Regions from separate parts of the Mus musculus genome. Here all the other regions are linked to region 1. Evidence: chromatin contacts called from public HiChIP or PLAC-seq and Micro-C data. All regions are on one chromosome and are shown on one strand. The core of a region is the stretch at or near the end of the contact, and the rest is flanking DNA. Distances in the headings are between cores, read along the strand shown.

Region 1 (3,011 bases), core at 376-2,875:
CGAACATGAAAAGGCAGATGTTACATACCAGCTGCTTTATTTCACATAAGTCCTCATGCCTGCTTCTAGCAGGCGATTGATGGAGAAGTCTTGTCATTGCTGGGAGGAAATGAGGAACACATGCCTGCTTACAATCACGAACTTCTGGGTCCCTGCATTAGTGGCATATCTGTATTAGCCCGTGTGCTCTGTACAAAGAGCAGCCTTCTGGGACCAACCCCGGAGCTTCAGATTCAGTGGTAAAAACTGTGATGTGGAAGTCAGAAATGTACAAATGTGGTTTAGATGTAGGTTGCCCGCAGACTTGGCTATCAAAAAATACCAAACATTGTTTGGTGATATAGCTCGGTGGTTGAGTGTTCACCCGACGTTCATGAGACTCTAGATTCAACCCCCCCTTAATTAAATTCAATCAATTAATTCGATTAAATAAAATTAGAGTAAAACCATATTTGTGAAGATCATATAGGATATTGGTTTTCTCTTGACCTCAGCTGCCAGTCCACTGAGACTTAAGTATATAGCTCCCAGATGCAAACCTCTGTGTTTTGATGATGATAAAGGAGACCACTAGGGCAAGCTCTAAGGAATAAAAAAAAAACAAAAAAAACAAAAAACCTGTCTTTTCTACTCTTTGGTAGATGGAGTCTTCTGTTGAAGTTAAGGTCAGAAATGTTAAAGAAGATGAAGTGCAGAAAAAAATATTAAAAATATTTATTTTGCATTTGGCAGCTGGACAAGATTTTCTCACCTATTGTCTGATTAGATCCTTACAGTAGCTCCATAGGAGTTGGGTGTGTGGATTAGTCTATGCATTTCGGTAAAGGGAGGTCTGCCATTGTCTGTGCTTATCCAAGGTGAGATAGACGAACAATGGCCCAGCAGGCAACCTTCCTGGAGTCTGATCTCCGTCTACAGACAGCCTCCTGTTTCTCATTTAACTTTTATCACCTCTAAGGATGTAAAATCTCAGCTTACCAATCACTAGCACAAAGAAACTTCAGGAGAAAGGAGGAGGGTTGGATGCTGGACATCCCTGCTGGGCCCAGGAATGTGATTGTATTATGTGAACGCACTTTGAGAGTTACAAGACAATCTGTGCACATACTTACTGTATTCTTGTATGATTAGTATTATGTTTTTTTTCCCCTGGGCTTAAAGATTTCATAAGGGAAACTCGAAATTTACACAGGTTATCTGGAGAAATGATGGCTAAATATTTAGTTATGGATCATAAAACTGATGGAGAAGTACATCTAAGTAGAAACAAATTTTAAGTTTTTGAGAAAACTTTGATGGAGTTGAATCCTGGGCATAGATCAGTGACTTGTATGTGGAGCTCTCCGATGGCAGATTATAATGTCTTAGCTCCTCCCATTCTGTCTTCTCAGACCTTCTGGTAAATGAACTCACGTACTCTTGTGATTTTAGGCACTTCAGAGGAACCCCTGGGTTGACGCCGTGTGAAGTCTGAGCTGAGCTGAGCAGATCTGAAGCCACCGCGGGAGGCTCAGGATCCAGATCACCAGCCTGCTTCTTGGAGACTGAAATGGGAGCACACGGCAGCCTGTCTCACCCCTTGCTCACTCCACGTCTCCTGGTATTTTCTTCCCTGTCCCCTTAATTTCAAGTTGCTAGCTGTAATCAGATCCTGCCTTGCAAATGTCAGACGTGAGCAGGATGAGGGAAGACATCGCAACAGCTGCCACAGCAGGTTCTCCTGCTGAGGTGTTAGACATTGAGTTGAATTACCAGAGTCCTCTCCAGCAAACAAACAAGGCAGAGATAAAGCTATATTTGATGTCGTCAAGTGCTCTGAATAAGAACGAGGTAACTCTTAACTTTTTCTAAAAAGTCTTGAAAGGAGAAATCAAACAACAGAAGACGTGTCCTTACAGACTCATCATTAATGTAGCCATCTGTGCCCCACTCCCACACCCATGCAACTCGCACTGATTGACGTCATTATTCTGCCTCTTTGACTGTTTGGACAGCATCTAGCAAAGGACAGGACATGGGCCGTTTCTCTTGAGTTGTGTCTCATGGGAGGCTTTGCGTCCTAACTAATCCCAACTACTATACCCATCAAGAAATTAAAACCTCTCAACCCACCTAGGAGTTCATGAACACCCTTGAAATCTCCCCAGAGGCTCTTCCCTATATAATTCAGACATTTTGCACTCTCCCCTCCTCCCCTCCTCCTTTTTTTCCTTCTCTCTCTGCATGCCTGTACCCTTCCTTTCATTCTCTCTCCCTCCCCTACACACACACACACACACACACACACACACACACACACACACACCAAGTCTCTCCTGAGGTAAGATGCTGCCTGTGACGACTCACGAATATGCTCTCCCAGTGGGTGTTAATCGGGCTCTAAAGGCACCGTGTAATTTCTTTCCTAAGAACATAAACTGTGCTTTCTAAGCGAGGATACACATCAGATTATTGTCTTTTCACAGATCGCAGAAACAAAACACAGAATAGCTTTAGAAATCAAAGTCCCACATCTACTCTATGAAAAATTACACTTCATAGCTACATCTTCTACTTTCACTTCTGTTGCTATGATAAAACAGCACCCTACTCAAAACCACTTAGGGGAGGAAAGGGTTGACTTTGTTTACTATGCCATAGCTTATCATGGAAGGATCTCAAGGCAAGAAATTGAACTCAGGCCTGCTTGCAATTCACACTTTGTTACCTCTAACCCAGGAACTCATTTCATAGCCTATAAAGTAGAGCAGGCACCGTGGAGGATGCTCCTTGTTACCTGGCTTCAAAGACAGCGTGTATTCCACCTGCCTAGGGATGGTGCTGCCCACAGTAGGCTGGACCCTTCTCCATCGATTAACAAGTGGAACATGCCCCACAGAGGTCCACAGGCAAATCTCATCTATGCAGTTCCTCAAATGAGTCTCTCCTACAACTCTAGGCTGTGTCAAGTTGACAGTTAAAGCTAACCAGGACACAGCTCCAAGCTTCCTCCTAACTCCCCCTTTTGGGGC
Region 2 (3,011 bases), core at 285-2,784, 180 kb after region 1:
GCTGGGGAATTCCAGAGGCCACTCAGTCTTCTCGGGGTGCCTCTTCAGGACAGGCTATATAAGGGACGAAACTAAATGTGTGTATATCGTACCTCAATAGGGGATCTTAGCAAAGCTTGTGGACATCCATAAACTAACATAATTATCATTTAAAACAACAGAGTGCTTGCTATTTGATTTGTAAGTCCATATTGCTTATGCCTTAAAAGAATCCAAGCAGTGAATCTTATCCTCACAGTCCACAGACATAGAAGAAATAGAAAAAGCAAATCGTGTGGTTTCATATACACAATAAAGATGTTCAGAGGGAAAAAAAAAGTTGTGTGATTGGCAGCTATAGCTGAGGTAAGGAGAATAAGTTCATGTTACTGCATTGTCAGAGTTTTGGAGACTGTGGAATAGCTCTCTGGGCACCAACGTGAGAGGCCATATATTCCCTGTAACCTGTCTGCCATCAGGTACCCAGTCTGCAAGTACTTGGTGGTGGGGGTGGGGGTGGCGGTGTGAGCAGGGTCTTCCTTTTATAATTGCTTGAATGTTTTCACTAGAAAACTGGTTTATATCAGGATTTAAAGGCTTTTTTAAAATGTATTTATTTTTAATTCTTTGCTTTGTTTTGTTGTTGGGGATTGAGGTATTGGATTGGGTTTGTTTTGTTTAATACAAGCTCTTGCTGGGTCGCCCAGGCTGCCCTGGCACTCAGCCAGGGCGTCCTTACACTCCTTCCAATCCTCCTGCCTTAACCTCTGAAGGGCTGGGCTCTCAGGCACTACCCAACTTGGGAGAATTGGAAGTTACAATGGCAGTATATAAGCAGTAGGTTTTCCATGATGAATGGTGCCTCTCTGAAATCACAGTTGCTCTATGTCTGGTTCCCATGGCTTTTGAGAAAGAGGCAACTCTCCCTCCCGAAATCCAGACAGGCTCTGCCGGCTGGGATCACACAGAAGTGCCGACTAGCTATCAATTTTCCGCATCAGTTGATAATATCATTATCAACTAAGCCATCTTATATGAAGAGTAATATCTGTTTACTATTACATAATAGGAAAAAGAACCACAAGTGGAAAATCCCTAAAAGCTGGCCAATCTCCTTAATCGTATCTGGCAGCTCTCCGAGGGGACTGTGGTTTCTGGATAGCTTTTTTTTTTTCTCCCTTCAAATAAATTAATAAAAACCAAGGCAGACTAGATTTAGCAAAGAATTACACTTAGTGTTTTACCTAGGTACTGCCCAGAAATCTAGCTATGGTCTTAAGCTTTGACTCCAGGCTCCCAAGATAGCTGCTTCCGAACTCCGGTTTAATTTGGAACTAGACCCCTCCAGGCTCCCGTCTACGGAACTCTTGCTTTGTTTTAGACGGACATATCCTCCAGTCTGCGTTTGTTTACAATGCTCTTCACAACCATGGCGCAGCCATGAAGAAAAACGAGGCCCAGGTGGCCACACAACCAGGGCTGCTTCTGTATCCGGCCATTCACATCTCGAAGAGTCTTGCAGCTGTCTCCAGCTCAGAGCCATTGTGGCTGGTCTCTGAGGATTCCCAAAGCCACTCACAACCCTCCCTCCACCCAAGCAATTCAGCTCCCGCTGCCCCCAGGAGCGCAAGGGGCGGGCTGTAGCTTGAATTCCCTAGGGGCCTGATGGAGAAGCTCTCAGCTCAGCAGTTTTAAAGGGCACCTTGCCCAGGCTGCAGGGCTGGAGAGGGAGTCTATGACTGTATTCACATCTCACACCCCAGCCACTCTCCAGGGATTTCTGAGGCTAAAGTAAATACCATAAACTCTGTCCTTAATTAAGGCCCCATAGCTACGAAGCTAGCGAAAATCGAAAATCGTCAGCAAGGAACAGGAGAGAACATACTGAAGTCAGAGTGAAGACTAAACCAAGAAAAAGCATGCAGCCGTTTCCATTCCTGCTAGAAAATGTCGCTTTTGTGATGTTTTTCTCTAATACCCCTGAACAAATAGATTACTTCCTTCCCTAGCTACACTCTCTGCAGAGAGGCGACCATATTCTCATTAAGGTCTGGAATGGGTTGATTTGTCAAAAGTCTTGGCGTCCGAGACCCATCCTCACTGTGCCCACAGCAGACTGATTTAAAACAGCAGACACGTCTGCTCTTGGCACATGCGCAAATCGTAGATTTCTCTTAGCTTCAGAGAAAGATGCGCAATGGATTCAAAGAATCAACACTGGGCAGATAGAGGACATACAATTCCCAAATAAATCCGTAACAGCCATCGAGGACACACACTTTCCAAATAAATCCGCAACAGCCATTGTTTTCTTTTGCTTTTCTGGCAGCTGTGGTTGGCTCTCCATCTCAAGCTTCCGTGTTCGCTGCCTGGCTTTCCCCACCCTCCACCCTCCCAAAATGCAGACCTGGGGACTCGCCCACTCATGTGACACCTTGTAGCCACAGTTCCACCTTTACTGCCCAGCACTGGCCTCAGGTTGGTGGAAACAGGGGCCTTCAACCCTGGAAGAACCCTGCTTCATGTCCTGTCTTATATATTAACACCTCAAATTATAATTCAGTGTCTCTTGTGAGACTATGCCGGGGCCTAGCAAACACAGATGTGGATGCTCATAGTCAGCTAATGGATGGATCATAGGGCTCCCAATGGAGGAGCTAGAGAAAGTACCCAAGGAGCTAAAGGGATCTGCAAACTTATAGGTGGAACAACATTATGAACTAACCAGTACCCCGGAGCTCTTGTCTCTAGCTGCATATGTATCAAAAGATGGCCTAGTAGCCCATCACTGGAAAAATAGGCCCATTGGTCATGTAAACTTTATATGCCCCAGTACAGGGGTACGCCAGGGCCAAAAAGTGGGAGTGGGTGGGTAGGGGAGTGGGGGAGGGTATGGGGGACTTTTGGGATAGCATTGGAAATGTAAATGAGGAAAATACCTAATTAAAAAAAATTATAATTCAGTGTTCGTAGCGGCAAGGGGAGATTTACACTTTCACACTCCAAGAATAATTGTAGTCAGACCCTGCGAC
Region 3 (3,011 bases), core at 133-2,632, 160 kb after region 1:
CTATCAGCCTGATGTTCTTCCTTAGCCCTAAAATTCAGACAGAACTATTAAGCATAGATAAATTTTTTGCCTCAGGCCAGCTTTTTCTTTTTTTTTTTTATTATTTTATTTTTTTTGTTAACAAAAGGGAGGAGATGTAGTCTCCCCTCCCCCAGCCTGAAACCTGCTTGCTCAGGGGTGGAGCTTCCTGCTCAATCGTTCTACCATGCCCACTGCTGGAACCTGCCGCTTTGCTGTTTGGAGCCGTGCATGTGGTCACCCTGCTATTGGACCCCAAGACTAATTGGCGGGAATCGGGCCCCCTTCCCCTGCTTTATAATTGCGTGCGGAACAGTAAAATTGAACTTTGATCAGAATGACTGTCTTAGCTACATTTCTTTATCTCGCCACCTAGCCCCTCTTCTCTTCCAGGTTTCCAAAATGTCTTTCCAGGCTAAAACCCATGTTGTGATCTGCTGGCCGGACACAACATAGTACAAAACTCTAAACTAACTAAAATAAAACCTTAAATTAACATAAAATATACTGCTAGCAGTTTTATCTGGAGTATATTTGAGAGTATAGATCTGGGGGTATATTGAGTTGAGTCAATTACATCATTGAAATCAGTTTTCTGCTGGCAGAGGCAGGCAGATCTCTGTGAATTTGAGGCCAGCCTGGTCTCTGTATCAAGTTCTAGGACAGCAGAGCAACATAATGATACCCTGTCTCAAAAAACAAAACAAAACAAACAAACAAACAAAACCCAGCTAATTATTTTCATTTTCCCTTTTCCTTTATTCAGTGCAGAATCTATAAAATGATTTCTGAGTTTCACATGCTATCCCTATGGGAAGCACACTTCTCGCCAGACTGTGCACTTCTCAGTAGTGAACGTGGGTTCAATTATTTATCTAGACAGCCCCTCAAGGAATATTCATTTGTCCACGGTAAAGACTGAGTTCTGCTTAAATTCATTGACATTTTCTGAACGTTTTCTAAAATCATACTTTGCAATTTTAACAGGCTGCTCCCCCCCCCCCAACCCCACTTCCCCTTCTAAAAGACACAGCCAGAACTCCACAGTAAAACTAAGACATAGTTTTCTCCCTGGGCTGGGAAGGCTGAGAGCATGGGACCTGTGGAGTAGCCTGGCAAACGGGCTCAGCCACTGCTGCCTCAGACTCGACTCAGGCAGGTGTCTGTTTCCAAAACAAGACCTCCGACTGCAGAGTCACAGCAGGACAAGAGGATCTTTGTGGCTTCACATGGGGTCTGTGGAAAAACTCAGAGGTTAAAGTTGAAATGAAACTGATATCCAAAGGGCCTTTGTAGTTACTGCAGGCTCTGCCGCTCTGCTCTGCCTAGCACCTACAAGGGTTTGTGAGTAAGGAAGTAAACTGTGGTTTCCTTACTGATGGAAACTTCCCAGTGTTGGCTTAGATGTATTGAATACAGAGCCAGAGAGAGGGCTGAAGGGTAAAGTGCTTGTCACTTCCACGACAGAGTTTAATCTCTCAGCCCCTCATGGTGAAAGGAGAGAATAGACTCCAGCAAAGTGTCCTCTGACTTCCATATGCACACTACTGTGTGTGTGTGTGTGTGTGTGTGTGTGTGTGTGTGTGTGTATGTGTGTGTACATGCATGGCTTATAAAACAAAATTAGGGGGCTGGAGAGATGCCTCAGCAGTTAAGAGCACTGACTGCTCTTCCAGAGGTCCTGAGTTCAATTCCCAGCAACCGCATGGTGGCTCACAACCATCTGTAATGAGATCTGATGCCCTCTTCTACTGAGTCTGAAGAGAGCAACAGTGTACTCATATACATAAAATAAATAGATAAATCTTTAAAACAAAATTAGATCCTATGGACAGTGCCAAAGACATGAAGCTTTTACAGTAGGAGAAAAAAATGCTTAGCACTTCCTAACACCCCATCTTATGACAGTCTTCCCTTGGTTTAGTGGCTGTCTCATGGCCTATTCAGCCCTTGTTCCAATGACTCCTTCTTGTGTGAGGGACCTTACCACAGAATGTTAGAAGCACCTCTCTGCCACTTACAGTACCTGTGCTTGTAAGCTTTGCTTGTAAGCTTTGCTTCGGAAAGGGTGTGGCTTTAATGGCTCTCTCTCCAGGTTCCTCTCTACTTCTTTCTCATGTCACTGCTTCCTCCAGCCCTGCCTGTTCCTGTTGGCCTCCAAGCTGACGACCTGTCAGAGGGCTCAGCTGAATGTCTTATGGCCAAATTCCTCCCAAAGTATTCTCAGAAGGTTGTAGATCAAATGCATCTCCCCGGATTCCTGTGTTTGGAAATGATCTCCACATTCCCTGATAATTAATGTATTTGGAGATACAGCCTTTGAAAATAGCTATAGCAGCAGTTCTCAACTTTCTACATGCTGCAGTTCCTTAATGCTGCAGTTCCTGGTGTTGTGGTGACCCACCCTCTACCCCTCCCCCCAACCATAACATTGTTTCGTTGCTATTTCATAGTTCTGCTTCTGTTATGAATTATAATGTAAATATCTGATGTGCAGCCCCATGGGTCTCAACCTACAGGTTGAGAATCACTGACCTAGAGCATCCAAGGATGCTACCAAGTATCACCAGCAAGTCTGACTGTGCACAGCAACCTAACAGACGTGGTGTTAGAGGCTCAGAAGCAGTTAACTGGTGCAGCATATGCATACATACCCACACGGGATCTATGGGACTACAGACAAGCAGGATTTGAAGTGGCCTACTTTTACCAGTTGGTATGTAAGGTTTGAGACACATTCAAAGCAGTTAATCAGATTAGCAAATAGTCACCTGACAACTTAGCCCTGTGGGAAAGAAAGAAAAGAAGTTCAGTTGGAGAAAAGGGTTATCAGAACTGAAAAAAAAAAAAAAAAAAAAAAACAAAACAAAAAAACCCAAGCCAAACCAAAGCTGGGTTTCAGTTGATCAGGGAGGGGCAGAGACACAGAGGTGAACCACAGGAACCAAAGAAAGACTATTTGGTGGCTTTCAAAGGTGTGGTCCCTTCCCCAG

What was found. Hi-C and Micro-C count contacts between places; a contact is called where the count stands out from the background. HiChIP or PLAC-seq counts read pairs in DNA pulled down with a chosen protein or histone mark.
Region 2: a contact with region 1 is called in an H3K27ac HiChIP or PLAC-seq map of embryonic stem cells, with 14 read pairs. The contact joins two enhancer-like sites. A contact is called at or near these places in 4 of 484 Hi-C or Micro-C datasets (bone marrow-derived macrophages, embryonic stem cells, extraembryonic endoderm stem cells and 1 more), 5 of 115 datasets of contacts at active chromatin or transcription factors (embryonic stem cells, extraembryonic endoderm stem cells and trophoblast stem cells) and 2 of 9 other capture datasets (adipose tissue and liver).
Region 3: a contact with region 1 is called in a Micro-C map of embryonic stem cells, with 2.3 times the contacts expected there. The contact joins two enhancer-like sites. A contact is called at or near these places in 2 of 484 Hi-C or Micro-C datasets (embryonic stem cells and nephron progenitors) and 3 of 115 datasets of contacts at active chromatin or transcription factors (cardiomyocytes, embryonic stem cells and trophoblast stem cells).

Annotation. Positions count from the first base shown.
Region 1 is chr10:21,745,361-21,748,371 of GRCm38.p6, forward strand. No RefSeq gene overlaps it. Among named protein-coding and RNA genes, the nearest start is that of Gm5420, 56 kb to the left of the region's middle. Within about 2 kb of position 1,626, at least 27 of the 459 cell types and tissues checked have an H3K27ac peak or open chromatin away from gene starts, as enhancers often do. A contact at or near this core is called in embryonic stem cells, where this site is marked.
Region 2 is chr10:21,922,152-21,925,162 of GRCm38.p6, forward strand. All of the region lies in intron 1 of Sgk1 (serum/glucocorticoid regulated kinase 1), which reads left to right. Among named protein-coding and RNA genes, the nearest start is that of Gm46215, 41 kb to the left of the region's middle. Within about 2 kb of position 1,535, at least 126 of the 459 cell types and tissues checked have an H3K27ac peak or open chromatin away from gene starts, as enhancers often do. A contact at or near this core is called in embryonic stem cells, where this site is marked.
Region 3 is chr10:21,905,894-21,908,904 of GRCm38.p6, forward strand. The region is part of intron 1 of Sgk1 (serum/glucocorticoid regulated kinase 1); the gene reads left to right. Among named protein-coding and RNA genes, the nearest start is that of Gm46215, 25 kb to the left of the region's middle. Within about 2 kb of position 1,383, at least 95 of the 459 cell types and tissues checked have an H3K27ac peak or open chromatin away from gene starts, as enhancers often do. A contact at or near this core is called in embryonic stem cells, where this site is marked.